Linked DNA regions of Hordeum vulgare: region 1 is linked to region 2. Evidence: chromatin contacts called from public Hi-C data. All regions are on one chromosome and are shown on one strand. Each heading gives the region's core, a stretch centred on a gene start, on an enhancer-like site or on the middle of the called end of the contact. The rest is flanking DNA. Distances are from core to core; before and after follow the strand shown.

The links. Hi-C and Micro-C count contacts between places; a contact is called where the count stands out from the background.
Region 1: a Hi-C map of leaf shows a contact between it and region 2, with 6 times the contacts expected there. The contact joins the promoter of LOC123401022 here to the promoter of LOC123403660 in region 2. A contact is called at or near these places in 3 of 6 Hi-C or Micro-C datasets (leaf and seedling) and 1 of 1 datasets of contacts at active chromatin or transcription factors (embryo).

Annotation. Positions count from the first base shown.
Region 1 is chr6H:470,249,216-470,254,943 of MorexV3_pseudomolecules_assembly, reverse strand. It overlaps LOC123401022 (pentatricopeptide repeat-containing protein At1g77360, mitochondrial-like), which reads left to right and starts at 1,617. Exons shown (of 1, transcript XM_045094738.1): 1 at 1,617-3,469. The coding sequence starts at 1,699. The coding sequence ends at 3,165. It overlaps LOC123401024, which reads right to left and starts at 1,571. Exons shown (of 7, transcript XM_045094739.1): 1 at 1,245-1,571; 2 at 707-850; 3 at 527-601; 4 at 263-450; 5 at 12-177. The coding sequence starts at 1,421.
Region 2 is chr6H:470,094,114-470,100,049 of MorexV3_pseudomolecules_assembly, reverse strand. LOC123403660 reads left to right here and starts at 3,053. Exons shown (of 11, transcript XM_045097583.1): 1 at 3,053-3,384; 2 at 3,460-3,562; 3 at 3,838-4,033; 4 at 4,176-4,465; 5 at 4,544-4,693; 6 at 4,772-4,905; 7 at 4,995-5,092; 8 at 5,244-5,335; 9 at 5,763-5,884. The coding sequence starts at 3,479.

The DNA.
Region 1 (5,728 bases), core at 368-2,867, 160 kb before region 2:
AGATAAGTTACCTCAAGAAGTTGCTCAATTTCATTCCATATCTCTGCACTCATTCTTACTTCACCAGTTCTACCATTTGGTCTCGCGGCATCATAAATCAATTTCAGTAATGATGGAGAAGCCAGTCTTCCTATGTCAGTCTTCTCCGCTAGCTCCCTCACATACTTCAAGTAAGATCTGTCTTTTGTGTAGCAGCAACATTAAAATGTAGAGTCCTGAGTGACTGCAAGGCTACAGACAAACAAGGATAACCTATATATACCTTGCCCTCTCAGTAGCACCAGTCAGCCGTAGAAATTCCTCCGTGTTATTGCAGTCATACACAACGACATCAAATTCTCCATGTGGACTATTCGTTCCAACTGAAAAGAAGTTGAGCAGCTTCTGAAGAGACAAGACTGAACAGATCGAATCCATCCCAGGTAAAACTCCAAGCTCCTCTCCTACAATCTATCCTATGAAAAAGAGCAACCCAGATGACTGCTTTATCTTTATCTCCCATATTACAGCAAAGTTAATCACCTACCCCCTCAAGAACTCCTTGGGTAAGATTGCTTTGGGCATCTACTTTCTTCAACCGGTCAAGGGGCTCAAGTAGCATCTGTGATTTAATCACAAAACAATATTCAGAACCATGGCCTTTTCTGATGTCATAAAAGTTCAGTATGAATCATCAAAAGGAGATCACTTCAAAAAAATGTTTTACTTTACTGGTCTCGAGCTTTATGGTTGAAAGATTAGCAGCACATTCAGTCAGCGAGCTCCCAATCTTACAGCCCATCAATTGTTCTGCTGTCGGGTCTTGTGACTGTATAACCAGGCATGTCTTCAGGCCTTCACTGGCATAGTACTACAACATGGGGGAAAACAAATTGTCAGAGAATGTTTGCAATGGCATTCAGACAACTTCTCAAACTTTAGAGTGGCATTTTTCACAGCAATCGATATTTTTTGTAGCGACATTTCTCAAATAAGCAGAGTTGGGACTGTCATTTATCCGTCAGTAGAAAAACCAATGCAATTGTTTAAGGAATCAACATTGTGAGAACTGCGAAGACGATTCGTATAACCCAATTGAACCCAAGTTGATGCTCGGAGTAGATGTCTACAACTCTACACTGCGGTCAAGCCTTGGCTATTAGTGGCGCAGAAGCAGTTCACACACACACACACACAAATTTTTTTTTAACAGTTATCCATCAACATAACAATGAAGACAAACACTGGAGGAAGGTAGTCGTTACCTGAGCAGCGATGGCGGCCGCCGTGGTCTTGCCGGAGCCTCCCTTACCGAGGAAAGTCACCAGCTTCGGGGGAGTGCCGGCACCGCCGGCGTTGGTGATGACCAGACGCCGCCTGCGGCCTCCCCGGCGGGCAACGGCGAGGATTTGGCTCGCCGAGACGAGCAACGAAGGCGCCATCCGCCGCCTCCTCAGCCACCCTCACGATTCAGTTCGGATCCCGCCGGTGTCTGCTCGGCCCTGGTCTCCCTCTCCGTCGTCTAGCAGTCGGTTCAAGCTTAGCTACCCGTCTCAGGAAAAAAAAAGAGTTCGCATAAGCTCAGGATAGGGTTAACGGTTAAAGAACACGGAAAAAACCCACCTTTGGCCACGCCTCCGTTACACCCACCACCCCACCCCACCCCCGAGAGGCCGAGAGTCCCCGTCGCGGCGGCGGCCAACCCCGTCCAGGCGAGAGATGTCGGACCGCCGGGAGAAGCGGCCGTCCGACGCGGCCGACGCCGCCCCGGAGGCCAAGCGCGCCCGCGAGCCGGCTGCCCCGGCGTTCCCCACGTACAAGGACGCGCCCGACCTAGCCCCCAAGATCCGCCTCCTCTGCGAGATCCTGGCCTCCTCCGCGTCCGACGTGGAGGCGGCCCTCGACGACGCCGACGTCCGCGTCACCACCTCCGACGTCGAGCAGGTGCTCCGCTTCTCCTACGCGCACCCGCGCGGCGCCGCCGCCTTCTTCCGCTGGGCGGGCCACAGACACCTGCACCACCAGCACTCCCCCTACTCGTGGAACCTCGTCATCGACCTCCTCGGCAAGAACCGCCTCTTCGACCCCATGTGGGACACCGTCGGCTCCATGCGGGCCCAGGGCCTGCTCTCCCTAGCCACCTTCGCCTCCATCTTCTCCTCCCTCGCCGCCAACCCCACCAGCTCCCCCCTCAAGGCGTTTGTCGAAATGCCGAGGTACGGCATGGACCGCGACACGCCCGCGCTCAACTCCCTCCTGTCCGCGCTTTGCCGAGCCTCCAGGCTCGATGACGCCCGCGCCGCCATACCCGTGGCACGCGCTGAGGCCGGCACTCGGCCGGATGCCGACTCCTATGCAATCCTTCTGGAGGGTTGCGAGGCTGCCGGCAACGCTGCCGTTGCACGCGAGGTGTTCGACGAAATGGTGCACGCGCTCGACTTCGATCCTGCCAATGTGCCTGCGTACGACTCTTTCCTTACAACACTAGTTTCAAGTGGCTCCTCCACGGCGCTCTCGGATGCGATGGAGTATCTGGCTGTCTTGCGCCGGTACAGGTGCTCACCGGGGGAGAAGTTCCTCCGTGCTGCACTGGCCGCATACCTTGAGGCACGCGAACTGCACAGTGCTGTGGTTCTCTGGGATGAATTTGTCCTTCGTCGGGGGCTCGTCCCAGATAAGGAAATGTACACCACAATGATCATGTTGCAGGGCACTCTGGGGCATGCTGAGGTTACTGTGAAATACCTTGATGAAATGGCCATCTATGGAGTGTTTCCGGACGCAGACACATACAATGTGGTACTCAAGTTATTGCTGAAAGGGAGGAAGCTCCGGGAGGCATCAGCAATATTTAAAGAGATGGTCAAGAACGAGTGTTGGCCAAATGAGGCGAATTGTTCACTTGCACTCGGCATGTTCTTGGATACTCGTGACTGGGACACAGGGATCAAGGTGTGGAAATGCATGGCGGCGAATAGCCTGCCTCCACTGGAGGAGGGCGGGAATATGCTTGTATCGAAACTGAAGGATGAGATGTTGCCTGAGGCATGCAAGTATGCAGAGGACATGATCGATCAGGGTATCAAGTTGAGCTCGTCAACGCTGACAAAGCTGAAGCACAGCCTAGGAAAGGTCAAGAAAGGAGCCATTCACGACCGCTTATTTGCAAAATGGAAGGCGCACTAGGTTCTTCTCTCTTACTCCCTCCGTCACATAATGTAAGACATTTTTTGACGCTATTGTAGGGAGCATATCATATACTGTATGGGTTTGGGTCATGTAGGACTGGGAATAGGAGATGACTCTCTTCAGTTAACCATTTCATGGTGACTTATTTTGCTGGAACCATAGGAAGTTGTGCATATACTGTTTGCAGATGCGGCAATTTAGTTCTGTAAACTAGGTGTGCAATGTAACATGTCAGGTTAGAAGTGGTTTAGCAACTGAGGAGTGCAGTCTCCTAACATGGTAATGAACCTCTTTGTCGCCATGAGTTTCTTCTTTAGAAATTGTAGTGCTTCGTTTTGAGTTTGATTTTTCTCTTCCCCTTCTGGAACATGGTATGTTGCTGGACATGACATACTGTTTACTGGTAAGTACGAGTAGAAAGAAATTAACTCAGATGATAACATTAAATTCCACATGCAGCAACTTATGAAGTCAAATAGTTGTACTTTCTGTTGTATTCCTGCTACGCTTTTGCTTGGTTGATGCTCTAATTATTTGAATATCTAGGTTTGTCCTAAGTAAAACTTCTTTAATTTTGACCAAGTCTAGTATGTCAACATCTATGACGCCATATGTGTTTCATTAGATTCTTTACAAAATATTACTCCCGCTTTCCTAAATATAAGTCTTTTTAAAGATTCTACTATGGACTACATACGGAGCAAAATGAGTGAATCTAAACTCTAAAATGTGTCTATATACATCCATATGTAGTCTGTACTAAAATCTCTAAAAAGACTTGTACTCCCTCCGTCTTAAAATTCTTGTCTTAGATTTGTCTAGAAAATGATGCATCTAAATAATAAAACGTGACTAGATACATTTATATCTAGACAATTCTAAAACAATAATTTTGGGACGGAGCGAGTATTTAGGAACGAAGGGAGTACCTCCGTACCGAAATATAAGACATCTTGGTGGGCACAGAGGTAGTATTCCTGTACTATATATTTTTCATGTTGTAGATGTTATCACATTGTTCTATAGATTCAGTGAAGAAGTTCGACTTAGGACCAATCTAACTTGAACTAATTTGAAATAGAGGGAGTAATTAATTGGTAAGGGTGAACCTATGTGCGGTAGAGTGACTACCGGTAGCAGGGGAGGACTCGCATTTGAATTTTATGAGTTTTGGTTGAGCGGACTTGCATTCGAAATTTTAGACCTTCATTGTTTCGTCCCGGGTAAGTTCAAATTCCCGGATCCGTCATTGGCCGGTAAGGTGCCATCACAAGATTTATTACTTGGGATGACCGCAAGAAATTTTAGACCTTCATTGTTTCGTCCCCGGTAAGTTCAAATTCCTGGATCCGTCATTGGCCGGTAAGGTGCCATCACAAGATTTATTACTTGGGATGACCGCAAACATTGCCGAGCAATGTAATTCCAGGGACTGAAAATGACTCTGCTTGCGAAGTCATAGACAGCTTCATGCTGGTTTTTAAAGTGTTATCTTACAAATCTTAGTGGTGATATGTGAGAGCTTGGACATTGCTCCATTTGTTTTTTTACCCACTTGTATTTTATATATCAAAAGATGTACTGGAACTCCTCAACGCAGGCTGCAGGTGAGACTCTCCGTAGGTTGCCTACTGCTGGCTTCCGTGGATGGAGGTGAATGGAGTCCCATGCTCCAAGGCGATGGCTCTTGCCGCCCTCTTATCCGTGTGGATGCTCTTCTCCCCTCATGTGGTCTGCTGCGGCGGTTGGAGGTGACCCTGGTCTTTGGATTTTGAGGCGAGGCGTTCATGTCTGGCTCCGACTGAAATTCTTGCAGAGACTTCGGTTGATTCCGTTGACGGCGACACCTTTTGGTATTTTGGTGTCATTCTCCTTTGGGCGTTGTTGAGGAGTCCAGAGTCACCTAAGATATGGTTTCACGAGATCAGACGATGACGATGTCATGTAAGTCACTACCTCCTTGAGGCATCATATTGGAGACCATGACTGTGGAGGTAGCCGACGGCTTGTGTGGTTGGCGGTGGAATGTGGCTGCTAACCGTGGTGGTGTGTTCTGCTTGGGGTAGGCATTGGTTTTGTGCTCTTCTTTGTCGGTGTTCGTGCTCGAGTGCTCCTTGGTGTGTCTATGATAGGTGATGCTCTACGTCTACGCGGTTGGCGCACATGTGTCGTGGCATCATCTCGACCTCGCATGACCTTTCGAGTGTACCCTCAGGCGTGGGGTATTGTCGCGACATTGTGTAATCTCGGTTTTGTGACGTCTTTCGATTTCATTTATGGTGCTGTGTCGTGGCTTGGTATGCTAGGAGATGCCCTTTGACAACGCCGGCGGCACACAAGAGTCATGGTGTTGTCTTAGCCTCACGTGACCCTTCTGTCCTACAACATAGGTGGGTGTTGTGGCGTTGTGTAGTCTTGAATGAGTCGATGAAGTAGTGTCATGGTTTCGTCTCGGCTGGCCGATGGTGTTCGATTACATTACACCGATGGTGCTCTTTGTTTAATTGTGTTGTGTTTTTCCTCTTTGTTCTCCTTGCTAGGTGTGTTGTCGGTATGTGTT
Region 2 (5,936 bases), core at 1,804-4,303:
GTCTATGGCTAGGAAACCTTAACCATCTTTGACCAACGAGCTAGTCAACTAGAGGCTTACTAGGGACAGTGTTCTGTCTACATATGCACACATGTATCTATGTTTCCATTCAATACAATTATAACATGGATAATAAACGGTTATCTTGAAACATGAAATATAATAATAACTATTTTATTATTACCTCTAGGGCATATTTCCAACAGTCTCCCACTTGCACTAGAGTTAGTAATCTAGTATCACATCTCTATGTGATTTACAATGTAACAAATTTAACACCCATACAGTTCTGGTGTTGGTCATGTTTAGCTCGTGGAAGAGGCTTAGTCAGCGGGTCTGCAACATTCAGATCCGTATGCACTTTGCAAATATTTATGTCCTCCTTCTTGACGTACTCGTGGATGGCATTGAAGCGTCGTTTTATGTGTCTGGTCCTCTTGTGAAACCTTGGTTCCTTGGCTAGAGCAATGGCACCAGTGTTGTCACGGAACATATTTATTGGATCCAGTGCGCTCAGCACAACTCAAAGATATGTCATGAACTGCTTCATCCAGACACCCTCCTTAGCCGCCTCTGAGGCATCTATGTACTCTGCTTCGCATGTAGAATCAGCTACGACGCTTTGCTTGGAACTGCACCAGCTTACCGCACCCCCATTAAGAATAAATACATATCCGGTCTGTGACTTAGAGTCATCCGGATCAGTGTCGAAGCGTGCATCGACGTAACCCTTTACGACGAGCTCTTCGTCACCTACATAAACGAGAAACATTTCCTTAGTCATTTTCAGGTACTTTAGAATATTCTTGACTGTTGTCATGTGCTCCACTCATGGATCACTTTGAAACCTGCCTGCCATACTTATGGCAAGGCTGACATCCGGTCTTGTGCACATCATTGCATACATGATAGACCCTATGACCGAAGCATAGGGTACGACACTTATCGTTTTTCTATCTTCTGTACTTACCGGGCATTGAGTCTTACTCAACTTTATACCTTGTAACACAAGCAAGAAGCCCTTCTTGGAATGTTCCATTTTGAACTTCTTCAAAAATTTATCAAGGTATGTGCTTTGTGAAAGTCCTATTAGGCGCCTTGATCTATCTCTAAGGGGAGGGGATGATATCTCAACAGTAATCACCCATGGCGTCGTCGAGAGGAACCTAAACCCTAGCTAAGGCTTCCTTTGGTTCATAGGGTAGGAAAATCATAGGAATAGGAAAGTCATAGGAAATAAGATAACATGTATCTCAAATCCTATAAGTAGGAATAGAAAAGGAGATGTCCTTTAATTCGCAGGAGATGTCCTTTGATTCGCATCATAAGATTTTTTCCATTGAGTCTAGGCTAATGTTTTTTTCCCTATGAAATTTGAAGGATAGAAAAAATTCCTTCATAGAAATAGGATTCTATTCTTAAAAATCAAAGGGCTCTAAAGAATTTGTTCCTACAGAAATCCTATCCTATGAAATTCCTACAAATTTCCTCTAAACCAAAGGAGGCCTAAAGGGGGGAAACTCCCGAGGAAAATGTATGAATGTACCAAAAATAATTCAGAAACCCTGGGCCCGTTCTGCTCCCACAAGGCCGAGCCTTGCAATTACGGCCTATTATGCTCCCCTTCCCAGGTGCAAGGCCTAAGAACCAGGACCCTGACCCCGTGGGCCTGGTGCTCGGCAGCTAGAGCGCGCGACCGCGGCGTCTCCATCGACGAGCAGGCCGGTCAGGTCGGCCAGCGAGCTAAGGAGCAAGGCTGCAGGAGCTACTCGCAGCGCGAGGCGAGGGCGCGACCTCTCGAGGCACCGAGGCCACGGCCACGCGGCCCGCCAGCTGAATCGCGGGGCGGTGGCGCGAGCGAGCGAGCGGGCGGAGGCCCTCCAGCTCCGAGGAAAACTAAGGGCAAGGGATGATATCTCAACAGTGGTCACCCATGGCGCCGCCGAGAGGAACCTAAACCCTAGCTAAGGCTTCCTTTGGTTCACAGGGTAGGAAAAATCATGGGAATATGAAAGTTATAGGAAATAAGATGACATTTATCTCAAATCCTATGAGCGGGAATATAAAAGGAGATGTCCTTTGATACGCATCATAAGATTTTTTTCCATTGAGTCTAGGCTAATATTTATTTTCCTATGAAATATGAAGAATAGAAATAATTTCTTCATAGAAATAGGATTTTGTTCTTACAAATCAAAGGGATCTAAAGGAATTTTTCCTACAGAAATCTTATCCTATGAAATTCCTACAAATTTCCTCTAAACCAAAGGAGGCCTAAGGTCTTGTTTGGTTGACAGGGAAATGAAAGGGATTTGACAAGGTTTGAGGAGATTAAATCCCTAACAAGTCAAATTTCCCTTCAATCCTCTCCAATCCCCTTGGGAGAAGGATTAACCGAACAAGGCCTAAGGCTTCGTTTGACAAGGGTGGTTTTTCTACCCCAAGGAGGTCGAGGATTGCAGGGGATTCGATGATTCCCTTTCGTTCACCCAATCCCCACTAATCCCTTTCCTTCCTAATTCCTTGCGTTTGATTAAAATTCGGACAAACTCGGACGATCTCAACGTCTCACCCGATCTCGTTGTCCAGTTCCACAAGTAGGACCTCGTGGGTTCAGTTCCGCGTGGAACGAAAGGGGTTGGTGGGGATCGAAGGGTTTGGGCTACTCAAAACCATGTGCGTCAAACGGCCTGGTCGGGATTTCTGAGAATTATCAGGCCCGCGTGGTTAATCCCCTACAAACCCTCCCAACCCCCTTCTAACAAACGAGGCCTAAGGCCTTGTTCGGTTAATCCCATCGAGGAAGGGATTGGAGAGGAATGGAGGAGATTGAGGTGAAATTTGACTTGCAGGAGATTTAATACCTCCCAATCCCTTTCAAACCCCTCCAATTTTAAAGAAACCGAACAAGGCCTAAAGGGGAAACTCCAGAGGAAAATGTATGAATGTACCAAAAATAATTCAGAAACCCTGGGCCCGTTCCGCTCCCACAAGGCCAAGCCTGGGAATTAGGGCCTATTATGCTCCCCTTCCCAGGTACAAGGCCCAAGAAGCAGGACCCTGACCCCACGGGCCTGCTGCTCGGCAGCTGGAGCGCGCGGCCGCGGCGTCTCCGCCGACGAGCAGGGCGATCAGGTCGGCCAGCGAGCTGAGGAACAAGGCTGCAGGAGCTACTCGCAGCGCGAGGCGAGGGCGCGACCTCTCGAGGCGCCGAGGCCACGGCCACGCGGCCCGCCAGCTGAATCGCGGGGCGGCGGCGCGAGCGAGCGAGCGGGCGGAGGCCCTCCAGCTCCGGGGGACGACGGGGCAACTTGCAGAGCGGCCGGCGCGTCGGGCATCCGGTACTCCGACGCCCCAGCCGGCAGCGCCACGCGTCCGCAACAGGCAGGGCATTTGACTCTTTTCCACCAATTTGTGCTGTAACTTCGCTAGCTGCCTAACAACAGCCTATGCGTGCAGTTGATTCAGGGCATTTGCCATGGAAAGATTCGATGAGTACGACTGCGCATCCCCTCACTCTCACCGCGTCTCTGACTCTATCGAGGATCCGATATCTGATGAGGTGCTGCCTCTCTTGATTGCTGAGCTACATAGGCCTTGGTATTTTGCTTGGGCAATAAATTTCACAGGCATCGTTGCTGCTCATGTGCAACGAAACTGTTCTAGATTTCATAGTGTTGTGTCTGGACCCTGAACCACCCTACCAGATGCGCAAACCATACCTTCCACTGCCTTTTTATGCAGATGTATCTGATATCTTCTTGCAAATCTCGGCATGTAGCAGCATATGAAATGCTTTCTGAACATGTGGCTTTGTCTTTTATTGTACATCGACAGGATGTCCAAGTCGAACCAACAAGGCTCTCACTGGCCTGTGCTACTACAGAAAAGAGAGAGAAGGATAACAGAATGGCGGGCCATGAGGAATCAGCCATCTGGGATGAAGTTCAGGAAGAAGCTGATAAGCTAGCCCATGTGCACAAGGATCCTCATGCTCATAGTGTCTCGCTCCTATCTGCTGGAACAAGCAAAAGTATATCACTGCATCTCCCGTATTATGTAGATTCTGATATTTCTTGTAAGCAGTGAGGACTTTGGCATGTAAATGTTGTCTTGCATAACTTGTTCGGGAGTGTATCATATATGAATCGTTCTCCTTTTTGGTACTGATGCAGGGAGCAAATGTGAAAATAAGCTCAAATTTTCAATACGTGGATTTAATTCTATCCTGTCAGGCGTAAAGAGTGAAAACTTGTATGCGGGGGAGCAAGAAGTTTCGTCAGGAATGCGACCAGCTAAAGCTATAGAAACTATGGTGGATGAGCAGGTGGAAAATATCGATGAAGAAACTGAAGACTTGCCCTCTGATTTTGCCCATCCAACCAAGAATGCAAACATTTCAGTTGCTGAACTTCTTGAAGATCTACAGGATAGAAGTGCCTCATCTGTTAGAACACCATTTTCGGTGTGTATTTCTTGGTGCTGCTTCATTGTTTGGAGCTCTTAGACAACACCTAGCTTTTCTCTGAATATTTCAATGCAGATTCATCAACAAAAGGAAGCTAAGGAAGGGAAGCCAAAAGTTCCGACTTCAGGGAAGAAAATACTAGCACTTCTAGGTGAGAGGAATCTTGAGAGTGAAGAGCCCTCGGAGCATGCTATTGGTGAAACGTCTAGCGAGGATGAAGCGGAAGTATGTTGTTAGTATAACTGCTGTTATTGGTAGTTGTTCAGTTGTACTATTCGTCATGATACTTCATTCCTGCAACAGGATACTGTTCGAAACAACTTGACTATGGTGAACAGAGATGTGAAGGGAAACCGAAAAACTATGTCTGACCTATTCCAAGAAGCTTTCAATGCAACAGATACAGAGGGTACTGCACTCCCCACGAGATCAACTGGGTATAGTAATCCTGACAATTCCTTACCAAATGCGCGTAGAAATAACGCCGAATGTTATGTTATTCTAATTATTTTATTTCTCTATGCAGGACTGGTTATTATGGAAGGATGCAACAGATTATGCAGATGGAGAAAGATAGCCATGCTAAGTTCTCGAGGCAGTATAACAAAGCGCGAGATTATTTAGGTAGTCCTTAGTTTTGCTATCATGAACTTATATAGTTGTGCTAGACTTGCTAGAAGAAGCAGTTAGTAGTGGTACTACATATACATTCTAAAATAACCTCCATCAATGTCTATTCATATATTGATGATGCGGCGACTCTTCGTATTGCCAGGTGATGCAAGGGTAGTTACTGTTCAAATTTTGTCAATGTCCTTGGAAGGAAAACTAACAGTCTGCCTCTGCCTGTTGAAAGAAAAGAGTAACGTCCGTGTTTCATCTTTATCTTTCAAAAGCTCTTCTGTTCTTTCGTTTACTTTATTGCTTGCAGCAAATTAACATATTGTTATCATACTATTTTCCAAGAAAAGTAAGAATTGTTGTGCATGGAAAGTACATGCTTGCTATTGAAATGGTAATTGTAGGAATATGTGCTTGTGCAAGTCATGCATGTTGGATAGTTTTCTGTGTGGCATTTGGCCACTCTTTTTGAATTGCCCAATCATGTAGTGTTCAGACATTTAAGATAAGAATGCAGTGCTACCATTAGAACTATCTTTTAATGTTGTTTTGCCCTCCCAAAACATATCCTTTACTGGGGGTAAGTTCTAACAGACCAAACCTAATGCTATTTTTCCAGCATCTCGTGCGAGTGTGGTGTTATCACTTAGCAGTGTATTTGTGTTTCTTGCAGTTTCCCTTAACAGATTGTGACATGGATGACAGCAGTAGTAAGAAGACCATTATCTTCAGTCCCAAAATATGTGGCAATGTGGGTCTTGTAGAAGGAAACATTATTCACATCCATCCACCATGGTATTCTTCTTGCAGTACATGTCCATAGTTTCTTTGCTTGTTTCCATTCTGT